Linked DNA regions of Gossypium hirsutum: region 1 is linked to region 2. A link is a contact called in public Hi-C data. All regions are on one chromosome and are shown on one strand. Each heading gives the region's core, a stretch centred on a gene start, on an enhancer-like site or on the middle of the called end of the contact. The rest is flanking DNA. Distances are from core to core; before and after follow the strand shown.

Region 1 (6,937 bases), core at 647-3,146, 190 kb before region 2:
TTACTCATGAAATACTATTCCAATAATAGCATTTACCTTTTCAGTTAAATCCAGTGCACCACTAATGATGGTTGTCTCATCATGTGTTAGTTCACCACCTTTGCCAGCCTATTAAGGACAGAAATGACAAGCCACCAAATACTTAACTTGGTTAAGCAATATTATCTAGTCTGGTTTAAGCAGTTACCTCTTGGCTGTGGATGGAGACTAGGGCTTTTAACTGAGCCCGTCTAAACAAAGCATCACTATGGCCAAGCACAGCATCCAGAACCTGAAGCCATACCAATGAATGTAGGAGTACAATTAGAAAAGCACATTTCAGAAGTTTGTGGTATTAAAACCTCTAACAGAAGTTAATATCCAAGAAAACCACAGCTCTCAAGAAATATCATATATCTAAGGTTATTACAATTTCCAAATTGTACGATTGTCTGAATGGAGTCAAAAAGTATCAAGACTTGGTCATCATATACCCAAGGTGCCAAGGCACATTGAGCATTACTCAATACATCAGAAGTTGTTTCTTTGCTCAATGCAAAACCTCCTAAAAGACCCACTAATACTTTGACTCTTATTGAACTAAATGCCTTTGAATAACCAAAAACAAAAGCTTGCTATGTGATATACGTAGAACAAACTACAAACACAAAAGGAAACTACCCGTTTGTCTAAATAGTGCTAGTGTATTCACAATTTTTAACCCAGGAATTTCAACAGGACACTACCTTTCCAATAGGGTAAGCGATGGGATAACAAATTATCATCAGAATACGCACGAGCCACACAAAATTTGCACCAACAGAGAGTCCATATCTTGAACATATCGCTTGTGGAATAATCTGATCCAAAACAGGGATTACATTTCGAAAGGCTTAAATAGCTGAGATTGAAACAACAAAAAACACAATATATAAGACCTCTCCAAAAGCCAGAACAAAAGTAACAGACAGCAACACTGCAACAAAGGGGTGAAAAATTTTATCAAGGGTTATAGGAAGAGCCTGCAAAAACACAAATCAAGAGTATAAGGAAAATTCAAGGAAATGCAGTAGCTTCTTAAATACAAATATATATATATGGCCATTAAAACCGTTAATAATTTTAATAACAACATGTAAATGCTCACCTCCATGGCACAAGCGTTACAGAGAAGCAGAGTTACAAGAAGCTGATGCTGCTTTTTAAGAACTGGTAAGATAACAGCTGCAGACATATAATTATGTAAATAAATGATAATCATAGGGGACAAAAGAAGGGCAAAAAAAAAACAGGGTTTTTTTCTCTAGTGTATGATATCAGAATTCTATAAATTGAAACAGTAAACTCAGCATATTTAATTACTTGGAACTGTTACTAATTGTACTGTTACCATTGACTAGTAAAAGAAAAGGGGAAAATCGAAATGGGAATTTAGTAATTTACCAGCTTGCTTCTTCTCGGTGATAGTGCCGCTTCTCTGAAGAATTTCGAGGTCAACGAGGCCCAGAGACATCAAGCCCAAGGTAAGGCCGGACATTATGCCGGCGAAGAGCACAAGCAAGCAGGAAACTCCCGCAAAGACGAACCACTCAAAAGAGCCGAAAGGGATGTCATCAGGTTCGAAGACGATGTGGTTGGATGACGACGCCATGATTATACGAGCTCCGGCTATGGCGTTCCCCAACAACATTTCCTAATCAGTCTAGTGGGAGGTTGTTGGGGGGTTTGGTCGGTATGGTGCGGTGCAACGCGTGCGAAGGAGAAAAGGACAACGCTTGTGATTTGTGAATAGAAGCCGAAGAAGTGGACAGCAGTCAAATCATATAGTTGAGCTTGGGCTCTCTACGATGAAAAATCTTCCGTCTCCATCTCCATTTTCTTTCACCCACTATTTAACTGCGTGAACCAAATGAAATGTAGACATGCCGCCTACGTTACATGTTGATTTTCCACCAAAAATTCATGCTGTTTTGTTTGCAAAAGCCCATGTCAGGTTAATGGTGGGTCATACTCCAATCCAATATTATCTTATGGGTTGGCCCAAATGCTGCCTTGGGAACAACATTCTCTTCTGCTTATTCTACCAGGACTAGTTGTACAAGGTACAATAATAAATAAAGAGTTTTTGCCGGGTGAAATGAATGATTCTACCAACCTCACATGCTATTTTTTCTTTTTCTTAAAGAAGAATCACACCAGTAAACCAGAAACAAATAAATATCCTTCCATAGCAGTTGCCATGGGAGAGTTGGCTTGGTTCCCATAGTAAGGCTTTGGTGAGCAATGTAGTCGGATCTCCTTCGCGAAGAATGTGCACCACTGTCGCTTGAAGCTCACATGCGAATGAGATAAACAACAAACTTTACCGTTCTCTCTTGAAGCTTGAGAGCCTCACTTCTTGAGTACAAATCTGTACGTAGAAGTCGGTGCGGGGCTACAGTGCAGGCAAAAGCTTTGATCTTAAGATATAAAAGTATTCATTTAAGCGAGGATTTTCAAAATTCATTAGCTAATTTCCCTTTTTTTTAAATCATTTGTAATCTCAATAACCAATTTCATTAGCTAAATTCCCATTATTAAATAAAAGCTTAAACTTCAAAATTCATTATTATTTAATTTTTTTATATATTTTTTAAATTTATTTTATTAAAACCATTTATAATATTTTTTACAAAAATAATGATAGGGATGTTGAATATTTTTATATTATTTATTTTTAATATAATTATTCTTCTTTTATAATTTATAAAATTTTAATAACTTAATTTTTCTTAAACCAATTACCTAGCAATTACAAATGAATTGATGAATTGTTAACATTTGGAAAATATCAACAATATTAAAATTCTTCCAAACATATTCTCAGTTTTTTTTTAAGTTATAAAAATTTAAGTTAATCTAATGATAAAATTACAATTTCACCTCCTAAACTTTAAAATTCAATTTTGATCCTTCCGAAAAGGAAAAATTTTGACATCCCTTGCTTGATGTTGCAACTCCTATATACTGTCTTCAAGGTCGCGACACCACACCATAGGAGTCATGACTCTAGCATAAAACAATTTGTAAATTTTACTTTTTAGCCCTCCAATGGTCACGAATTATCAAAAAAGCTTTTGTAAGCTTGGATAAGCCCTGGAGTAGATTATATATATATATATATAATATGATGATGTAATGAACATATTAGTGAATATAAAGCATTGAATTGATAGATATTGTGATTGTAATTACTTTGAAAACAACTGTGACATCCTGTAACTCAGACTCAACGATCAAATTAAGTATTATGTGTTACATTTAGTAATTTGATCCCTTGTAAATATTTAATACATATATAATTTAATCCATCCTAAACAAAGTAAAACTAATTCTTATCTATTACATTCCAACCAACCAATCAAACTAAAAAAACCACTTTTATTTTAAGGAACATAATATTTATTATATCTCTATCTTATTCCCACCAAATTCATTTTTTATTCATGCTCTATTTCATTTACTGAATTAAACCTAAATTTCCTATATACATATTTTAGTACATATATATTTCTTACATTATTCAAATGAAAGACTGGGAAAAAGTGAATTTTGCCCTGACCCCACTTCAGAATTTTGTAAAAAATATTTACCTTCCATTTGCAATAATAATAATAATAACAATAATAATAATAATCTAAACCCACAAACTCAGATTTTTTTTTTGCCATCCCTATTAGGAATTGCAATGGATCCAATATCTTTTTTTTTCTTGGAGAATCTATAAATTTGTCTAAAAAATACTTGTCCTTTTTGGAGTATCTATAAATTTATCTAAAAATTTGAATCCATTAATTATTCATGTATTATTCTCCGAGTATGAATTAAATATTATTATTCATTAAATATTAAAATTTGCGAGAAATTTGAATTTAACAATTTCAATCATATGTCGAATATCCAAATTCACAAAAACTCGAATTCAAATTCATGAAATAATATAAAATTAAACAAAAAAATTAATTTTAAATAATTTTTTTATTCATAATTAATAATAAATAAATGTCAATTAATAAAATTAGTTAAATAATAATTCAAACAAATCCAACATAACAATCCCACAACAACTTAAATATAAAAATTCCAAACAAATTAAAAGTTTGATGACAATCCCAAATAACTTAATTACTTACCCCTAATCATATAAGGCTAATTGTTTAAGGTTACGTATCATTAATGTAAAAATGTACATTATAATATCATAATTGTATATAAGATTACATATCATTAATAATCAACCCCAATTATATAATGCTAAAAAAGTTAGTTACACATTTCGGGTTGATGCTTACATATCATTAATGTGAAAATGTACATTACATTAACATAGTTGTATATAAAGATACATAAAATTAATAATTTACCTTAATTATATAATGTGAATTGTATATGTTATAATCTACCACAAAATTAGTTACACATTTAATGATTAGGTTGCGTATCATTAATAAAGGAATGCACACCATAATATCATAATTGTATAATAATTATTACACATTCGTAATTTAATTGTATAATAATTGATCTATTATATAGAGTTAAATGTTATGTATATTTTTTATAATATAATACCTACTAAATATAATTATGTGAAATAAATTCATATTATAATATATTTTTGAATTACATAAATATTATTTTATTTTTTGTTTAAAATAAGTAAACTAATTGAGTTGATCAAATAATAAAGGGGATAAACACAAATTTAAATATTTAGATTATCTCATCTCATTGTTCGATTAAGTTTATACAATACAAAAGAATATGATTTAAGAGAAGTCAACAAGATTTAAAAAAAAATGTTAAAAGATATATTTTTTAATAAAAATTATTATATATAATTTTATAATTAATTACTATGATTATTTTTTGAAAATATTTTTATTATGTTTTAATATGTTATTTCTTAATTTATGTAAACAGTAATTAATGTTTAAGGCAAGTATTGATAGTTAAAACATGACTTTAACCCGTAGATTCAATCGGAATCCAATTCGATGGCATTTAATTTGCATCCATTTCAAATTTGCAATATCTGAATTGACAATGTTTACATAAACATTAAAAATGAAAAGGTTAAAATATGTCATAATTCTTTGTACTCTTCAAAAATTTAGAATTTAATCATTGTACTTTTATTTATAAAAATTTAGTCATTCTATTTTTCAAATTTCAAATCTATTTATTAACACTGTTAAATTTGAAATTAATAAAAAAACCTCACTTGATAGTAATGTAATTTAAAAGATGACGTTGTAATAAATTTGAATTTAATAATTGGACTTAAATTTTAAAATCTAAAAAGTAAAAAAACTAAAATTTTAAAAATAAAAGTAAAATAACTAAATTTCAAATTTAAGACGAAATGAAAAATTCATTCGACGACAAATCCAACTATTGGTGCTTAGACCCAGAAATTCGGCCTGCCTAACCTACGGGGCCTAGGAAGGCCCAAATAGACACAAGACAAGCATGGGAGAAGTTGAGATACAGTTGGGTGAGATGATTACTTAGACCCCAAGGTCCTGTAATGAAAATTTAGGTTTCCAAAGTTAGCATCATAGATCCTCTGGATAGCCCCCCGTAAGTATGTCGACCACCACTAGTTTCTGTCTTCTACTAAACAGAAAGAAAAACAAAAATAGTTCCAATTTCCCACTTCTTGGCATCCATCTGTGGTGCCAGATGCAATGCAGCCCCCTTAATTGCCTCGAAATGGTCATGTTTTTAATCATTGTATGTGCCCTAATAACATAGGGATAGTTGCTATAGATCTTGGTATTTAGCTTTAACATATAATCATGAATTTATTATTATTATTGCGGCTATTTTTTTTCTCATTCGTGATTTGAAATCATCTTGTTTGATTACCATCGATCAAATATACATTATCATTTGATGTCCTATAATCCTTTAAATTACTATCCTATTCTAAAACAATACCTCCAACTAGATTGTATGATTTAAGTAATTAATTGAAATTAAAATTTTAATTTTACAATTAATTCTCAATTAAAATATTCTTTTATATATTTAATATTGTATTAAAATAAATTTGGAATTAAATTAAATAAATTAAAAAATTTGGTATTAAAATTATTTTTTGACACAACTTATTTTTAAATAGAGTTATAACTAATAATTTTAAATTAAATTATAAATATTTTAAATACTAATTTAGTAATATGATAGAAAATAAAGGGTATTCTCATCGGTTCAAAAGTTTTTCTAAAATCGTACCATTTTTTATATATTATAGATAATTCAAAAATAAAATAATGAATGAAGTAATAAAATATATTTATATGTATACAATTACTATGTAAATTATATAAATAATTCTTAAAAAGAATCAAATTATGTCAAAAAAATAAATATAGAAATAAAATCTTAAATTTGAGCGTAGTATAAGTACTAAAACTAAAATTTGACCATTGGTTTATAATAAAAAAAAGTAAAGGGATTAAAATTGAAATTGGACCATCCTCTTATAATGGGGGTGAGAGAAAGAGAGAAGCATAACATGTGTCCCTCGTGGGCCAGTTTGTTAACATACCACCGAGCCATTTTTTATTAACATAATGACACCGAGCCTTTATTGCAGCCCACGCCATCGAATCAGCAGCTTTATTTTTGGTACCAACAATTAAGAATTGTTTTCCCTTACTTGTTGCATCAAAAACTAAATCACAAGCTTCTGATAAAAAACGAACGGTTCTAATCAGATTTGTAATATCAATACCCTTACGTTTTGCAAAGATATATGGCGCCATTCTAGGATTCCATTTCCTAGTACCATGACCAAAATGAAATACCAAATTATGTTAAAAATTAAATGTAAAGATTAAATCTTAATTTTGAGCATAGTATAAAGATCTAAATTGAAATTTGATTATTATTATATAAAATAAAAAAGTAA
Region 2 (6,713 bases), core at 3,613-6,112:
AAATTAAACCTTTTTGGACTTTTGGATTTTGAGACTTATTTTCGAACTTTTAAGTTTGGTTTTGAGTTTGCTGGACTTTAGTTAGTCATTTTTAATTGAAAATTCCGCATGATTTCTAATATTAGATGTTTGATTTTTCAAAGTTAAACAAGTTGTACATTTTTTTTCCGCTGTAAATTATTTAAACCAAGAAAATAAGTTTTACGAAAATAATAAAAAATAAAGTCATTAGTGTGACATTTTTTTTTATAAATTGAGTAATGTATTATCGTTTTGGAAAAAATCACACACATATTATAACGTTCAAGTTTTCTAATTGAAAAAATGAAACAATTTTTGTTTTAAATTTAACTCTGGACTTTTTGGATTGTTTAAGTATTGTGGACTTTATTTTCAGCTTTTGATGGGCTTGCTACCGGATTGTGTTTTTGTTAAATTGTAAAATGATTCATTTCCATATTTTGAAATTGTGCTTTACAAATGAATGACTATGAAACTTCCGCTGTGAAACTAAGTAACAAATTAAATGTTTTCTATCAAGTAAATAAGATCTACGCATATTTTCTCGATAAATTGCAAGAGATTTATCAAAATTAACATTTCTCGAAAACACACTTTTCTAGTTCAAAATTTGGAACTTTAAAACAAGTTTATGTAATTCCTCAAGATTCGGTTGTTTGTCTAGGCCGGGTTTGGGCTGTTACAATTACGAATACTAAATGTATGTTGTCCAACACCAAATCAAAGGGTCTTTCTCGATTTTGATGCTAAAATGAAATTGTGAGACGACTGAGTCTATCTCCTAAACCGAAGAATTAACGAATACTAAATTAAAGAATAGTGCATGAATTCAAAGTCTCACCATTCAAACACCAAACTAAGCTAGAATTGAAATTTAGCTACTCATTGTAAAACAAACAAACAAATAATTGAAAGAAAATTGCTCAAAATAATTAAAGTCTAAAATTCAAGAAAACTTAAAAATCCAAATTAAAAGTTGACATAATGATTTATTTGGCTTCTAATTTTACAAAAAAAATCATTTTAATTACGTATCCTAACTCTTCAAATGATGCCACATCTACAACCAGAAGCTACATACTTTTTGAGCTTGGTGCAATCCTTCCTGCAATTACATTGTCAATCTTTGATATGGCGGGTACACACTAGAGATTATAGATTTTTCCTCTAGCTTATACACTTTTGGTCCAATTGTAACATCCTACACTAGATTTGAAAAATGATCTCAAATAAAGTACCATATTCATCATTGAAATAAGTCATTATTAATAGATAAAAAAATGTTTGAATTAAATATTTAAATTTAATATTTAAATTAAACTTGTTTAAGATTGGGACATAATTTAGGGCCTAATTTGTTTCATATTATTTAAATTAAACTTGTTTGAGATTGGGACATAATTAAGTGCCTATTGTGTTTCATATTATCAATAGATAAAAAGAAAACATGTTGGGATTTCTCTAAATAAAATGTCAAAAGTGTATATATTAACCAAAAAGAACTACAAATTAGGAAATTAAGGGTAAGGGAAAATTATAATTATAGAAAGAAGAATCAAAGAGAATCAAACACGGCATATCATATCTTCTTTTTTCCTCGGTGGTTTCCTCCACTTCTCACACGTGCCATTTGCTTAAATTGATACGTGTCTTCCCAGGATTCTATCAATTTCCCAGCTACATCAAATTCTACATCGGTTTTTGAACCCATCCTTCAAAGCTTTTCATCACCGAATTGGGCAAATCTCGTACACAAAGCATAGCCGAAGCAGCTGATTTTAACATTCAAGCTTTCCTCACGTTTCCATTAGATCAGTGTTCGGAGGTAGTCTGAAAGGGCTTTTTAAGGATAAGGCTGCGTTTGGATTCGATTTTTTTTATTCCTTCCAAAAAGAACGTCCCGGAAACACTCATCAATTACAGATCTAGTCATCTCCAAAAACCATTCAATCCCCGATCAAACTATCAACAGTCATGGCCACTCCTGGGGTTCTTCAAAGAGAAACCGACCTTCTCTTATCATCTCCCTTGATTGAGCTTCGTAAAGGTAATTTTTTAAAAATATTTGTGTGTTCTTTTTTTTGTTCCATTTTTTTGTGTTGTTGATGGAATGAACCCAGATCGATTTTAACCTTTTTAGCGTTAGTTATTGTGTGTTATTATGTGGATAAAACTACGCCATTTCTGTGAAAAAAATTCAAATCTTTCCCTTCTGGGAAAATTAAGTGATGTTTGTTTTAACTTTTTCGGCAGGAGAAAATGGAAAATCTCGTGGGCTCTCGATTGAGAAGAAGATTGAGCTTCTCGAGAGCTTGACTGGAAAAGTAACGTTCTTTATCACTTGCGAATGGGTCCATTTTTAGAACAATTTCCACTCTGATCTTATTGATTATAGGATCCATTTTAGTGATGATAGGTGTTGTATTGATTTAACTTTTTCTTTGTTTGCAAATTTCTTGCGTATTTGAAATTTTAACTCTTTAAGACTATTTTTGGACTAGTTCATTTATGAATTCTATTGAGTTAATGGTTTCATTGCTGTATTTGTTTGGGATATTTCTCGAATAAGCTGTTCGTTCCCTGAAATGCTTGCTTATTTGCCTCAGGTTACAAACCGACGTTCTAGAAGATGGTTAAATGATAGATTGTTGATGGAACTTGTTCCTCGCTTGAATGCAGAAGAAGTAAGAGGCCTTTTTGCTCCACCACCATGGGGTAATGACATGTCCTGCTGGATATCCCTCAGTTCACCGTATGCACTTTTTAGTAACTGCATTCATGAGTATAATAACCGTGTAACATCAGCCATGGGCAATGTGTATTAATTGATGCTCTATACGTGCCTTTAGCTATTAAGAGTGTGCAACTTTAACATGATAATAGTGGAAGGGATGAGAACATTGTTGTTGTGTGGCATACTTGTGGTCTTGGTCGCTTTGTGTCCCATTATACTTTTGAATGATTTGTTTCAAAGGAATATAATCAGCCCCTATTTGCAAATTCATTCACAGGTGATGATGTGCCGCCATCAGCATTTTGCATGACGAATGTGGGAGAATGGGACAAATTTAGGACTATAGATATGGATAAAGAGGTCATTTTACTTCCCTTGTTCGTCAAAACTTTTTCAATGTTATAAAAAGATTTTGTAATTGAAGAAGATAACCTTAAGCAAATTCAGAATAGGAAAACTATTGGTAAGTGTATAAGGAGGAAGATATTATATCTGATTTTGTAATTGAAGATGATAACCTTAAGCAAATTCTAGAATAGGAAAACTATTGTGGATACATGCTCACATTATTGTATATTCCTTTATGTTAGGCTAATATTATTGGCGCCTTAAATAATTCATCTATGAAGAAGAAATTTCATGCTGACGCTGATAAGGCAGCTTTCTTGAGTGCATGGCGAAGAGTTGATTGCCGAACAAGAGAAGCACTTCGCCGTAGCTTTCTTTCAGATCTTATTGCGAGCTATGAGGTACATGATTTTGCTTTTGATTCTTTGAGAATGGTTATTATTAATAGGTTCTTCTCATGAGCTTTTTCTTCTATTTTGTTTACAAGTTATTCACTATGTTGTTTTCTTTTCTCAAAATCAAGTGCAAGGAGGGTAGGGCTATGCCGGGTTAATGTCGGTATGAGTATGCTATAGATCCCAGCTTAATATTTATGCTATAATAGTATAATTGAAGGGATAAGTAGTGGTTAAGATAGACTTAATGCGATTAGTGTGTTTAGTAGCATACCAGACTCCAGATGTATTCCATGAGAGATGGAATTCATATGCTCAAAAGGCTTGAGAGCAGATTTCTGGTTGAAAATTTTATGTCATTAACTATTTAGATAAGTAAACAGGTAATGTACGAGAGTGAAATATGGTTCAACATAAGACCACTCAAGTTAAATATTCCCATTCTTACTCTTAGGCAACTTGGTAATACCTAAACCCTTTCTCTTTTTTCAGGACTGCATACGGACCTTCATCCAGGAACGTGGACATGGGGATGTCCTTGCTTTACAGGTCCAAGATCCTTTCCATAGATTGTTGCTGCATGGTGTCTGTGAGGTAACCCCTCGATCTTTTCCCTTTTTCTGAACATGCTTGCTTCGTTAAATGCAATGCTGAGTTGGTTACTGATGGAAATTTTTGTTCAGAAAATAGCTCTCTGATTCTTGCTGCAACCAGTGTTGGATTTAATATTGAATATTGATGAATATCTTACACGGTGAAAGTGTAATAATTTCTTCCCTAACATTCGTTAAACAGTTCTACAACGTGGTCTCGGTAACAGTTACACAGTCAAAGGGTGCGGAGTCACTAAAGGTGACGAGGATAAAGAAGAAGAAGACAGGGGTGGTTGAGCTCCCTAATATCACCTTGTCCAATTTCCTGAAAATGTCAAAGGAGGGCATTTGGTAGTTCTAGGGGCAGAAATTCGCCCCCCCCCCCCAATTCATGTTCATAAATAAGATAAGTTTGTGCACAATGCTGCGCTCGATGGAGTAATTTATTTGCGTTTAGTCATCATCTGTATTGTAGCTTTGTGAAGCTAAGGTGCCTGGATTTAATTTATAATTTCTTCCCAGTCAACAGAACAGGTTGATTGCTGGTTTAGGGTTTAGTTAAAGAACATGATGATTCCAAGCTGTTGTATGATATGATGGATCAAAAACTATATTTATATGTTTACTGTTTATTCCAGGCCTATGTGGCCATGTCAATTATAACATCCAACTCTTAAAGTCCATAAAATCATGTTGAACTCGTTCTATAAACTAAACTTGATTTAAGAAGAAAAAATATATGAAATTTTTATATAATTAATTAACAATAAGGCTGTATTTTCATTTTCTCAACTCTAAAAACCTCTCCAATGGAACTTGGGAGCTTTAGCAGATTTTATTTATAAAACAAGAATGGTATATTTAATTTGATACAAGTATTTTTTTATGGACATAGCTTAACTTGACCTAAAGTCTACTTTACAGATTAAAAAATTGAAGAGGAAATTGATTAAAAAAATGAATGGCAATTTGAGGTGGTCTTGTTTAAATTGGCTTTGGCTTTTGACCTTTTTACTTCTTCAGCACCATCATTTATCTCCGTTCAACTCCAAAGTTGAGAAAACTGTGTTCTCTCAAACTCAAATCTTAGTCTGAGCAACATGGCCAAAACACCCATCAAATACTATGTGTTAATATCTCTGTCTCTTATCTTTGCTCGTTTATTTCTGTGCTACTGCTCAACTCAGTCTTATCCCGAAAGAATGAGTTGGGTCAAGTCATAAGCAGGTTGGAATGTTTGATTCTTGAACAGGTTGACGCATTCACCAACTCCGCCTTCAAGGGGAACCCAGCTGCGGTTTGTTTGTTGGAGGAAGAAAGAGATGAGAAATGGATGCAAGCAGTGGCTGCTGAGTTTAATATCTCCGAGACTTGTTACTTGACTCGGATCACCAATTCCACCTCTCCAAACACCAGGTTTCGTCATAGATGGTTTACCCCTGTTGCCGGGGTCACTTCTCTTATTTCCAACACCCTTCACTAATAGATTGGATGTTTGATATGCTCAATTATTCTTGATTAAACCTTAAAGCTCGACTCAAATGTGAAGTGGTAATATAGCAATTGCGACCTGGATATTAATTGTTTACCTCTTTGGCAGGTAAATCTATGTGGTCATGCAACCTTAGCATCTGCTCATACTCTCTTTACAACTGGTTTGGTAAATTCAAACATTATTGAATTTGATACATTATCTGGAATCCTAACTGCTAAAAAGGTTCCAGATGTTTGTCCAACCAATGTCTCCGAGGTTCAGAATGGCGGAGTGAGCGACCACTTTCTGATCGAACTGAATTTTCCTACAGTTCCAGTCACCGACTTCAATTCTGCTGAGGCTTCACTTATATCGAAAGCCTTGAACGATGCTCCACTTATTGATGTTAAGAGAACGACTACCGCAGATGATATCTTTGTAATTCCTCAATAACACTAGTAATTTTTTTTTTGTTTCTTGATTTTCTCTTTTCTCATGCTTGAACAGGATCATTAACATTTCTGGTTTAAGTATCAGCCTTGCCTGGTTATTAGTTAAAATCACTACGTGCTTCTGAGTACATCAATATTCTTTTTTGAGAGAGATTAAAGTTACTTTTAAAATAGAAGTACGATTAAAAATGTGGATTTTATTTGCATAAGCAAAGCCTGAGTTCTCCTATTGCTTTCAATTTTGATTAGCAAGCTATATGCATATATGGTGTTACTGGTTCTCCAAGTGACTGAAATAGGGATAATGTGCTTTTGTTGACACATTTGATACTTTTACGTTTGTTAATGATAGTGTAGTGATAGGGGATTTCTTTTTTCTGTTTACTTGGATACTCTTAGGTTGTGCTCCAATCTGGAAAATCTGTTATCGAAATGGAGCCACGGTTTGACGACATACTGAAATGTCCTGGACGAGGCTTAATTGTTTCAGGGGCTGCCCCTCCAGATTCTGAATTTGATTTTATTAGTCGGTTCTTCTGTCCTAAGTATGGTATTAATGAGGTGAGCCATGGTATCCAACATTTCTTATTTCATCTAAGCAGACAGTTTTTGCTTAACTTATGCTCCATGCCTTTTGTTGAGGATGAAATGTGTCGTATTTATGTCCCTGGAATGAACATTTGACATTAACTATCA

Evidence for each region. A called contact is a pair of places that touch in the nucleus more often than the background predicts.
Region 1: a Hi-C map of leaf shows a contact between it and region 2, with 5 times the contacts expected there. The contact joins the promoter of LOC107914479 here to the promoter of LOC107908100 in region 2. A contact is called at or near these places in 18 of 34 Hi-C or Micro-C datasets (anther, callus, hypocotyl and 3 more).

The regions. Positions count from the first base shown.
Region 1 is chrD08:10,791,410-10,798,346 of Gossypium_hirsutum_v2.1, reverse strand. LOC107914479 (DUF21 domain-containing protein At4g14240) reads right to left here and starts at 1,896. Exons shown (of 13, transcript XM_016843406.2): 1 at 1,423-1,896; 2 at 1,127-1,203; 3 at 918-1,001; 4 at 726-839; 5 at 188-271; 6 at 37-108. The coding sequence starts at 1,669.
Region 2 is chrD08:10,605,800-10,612,512 of Gossypium_hirsutum_v2.1, reverse strand. It overlaps LOC107908100, which reads left to right and starts at 4,862. Exons shown (of 4, transcript XM_041099830.1): 1 at 4,862-5,541; 2 at 5,692-6,003; 3 at 6,417-6,578. The coding sequence starts at 5,425. It overlaps LOC107914499, which reads left to right and starts at 1,594. Exons shown (of 7, transcript XM_041099832.1): 1 at 1,594-2,068; 2 at 2,275-2,345; 3 at 2,628-2,736; 4 at 3,033-3,115; 5 at 3,346-3,504; 6 at 3,991-4,092; 7 at 4,182-4,748. The coding sequence starts at 1,996. The coding sequence ends at 4,196.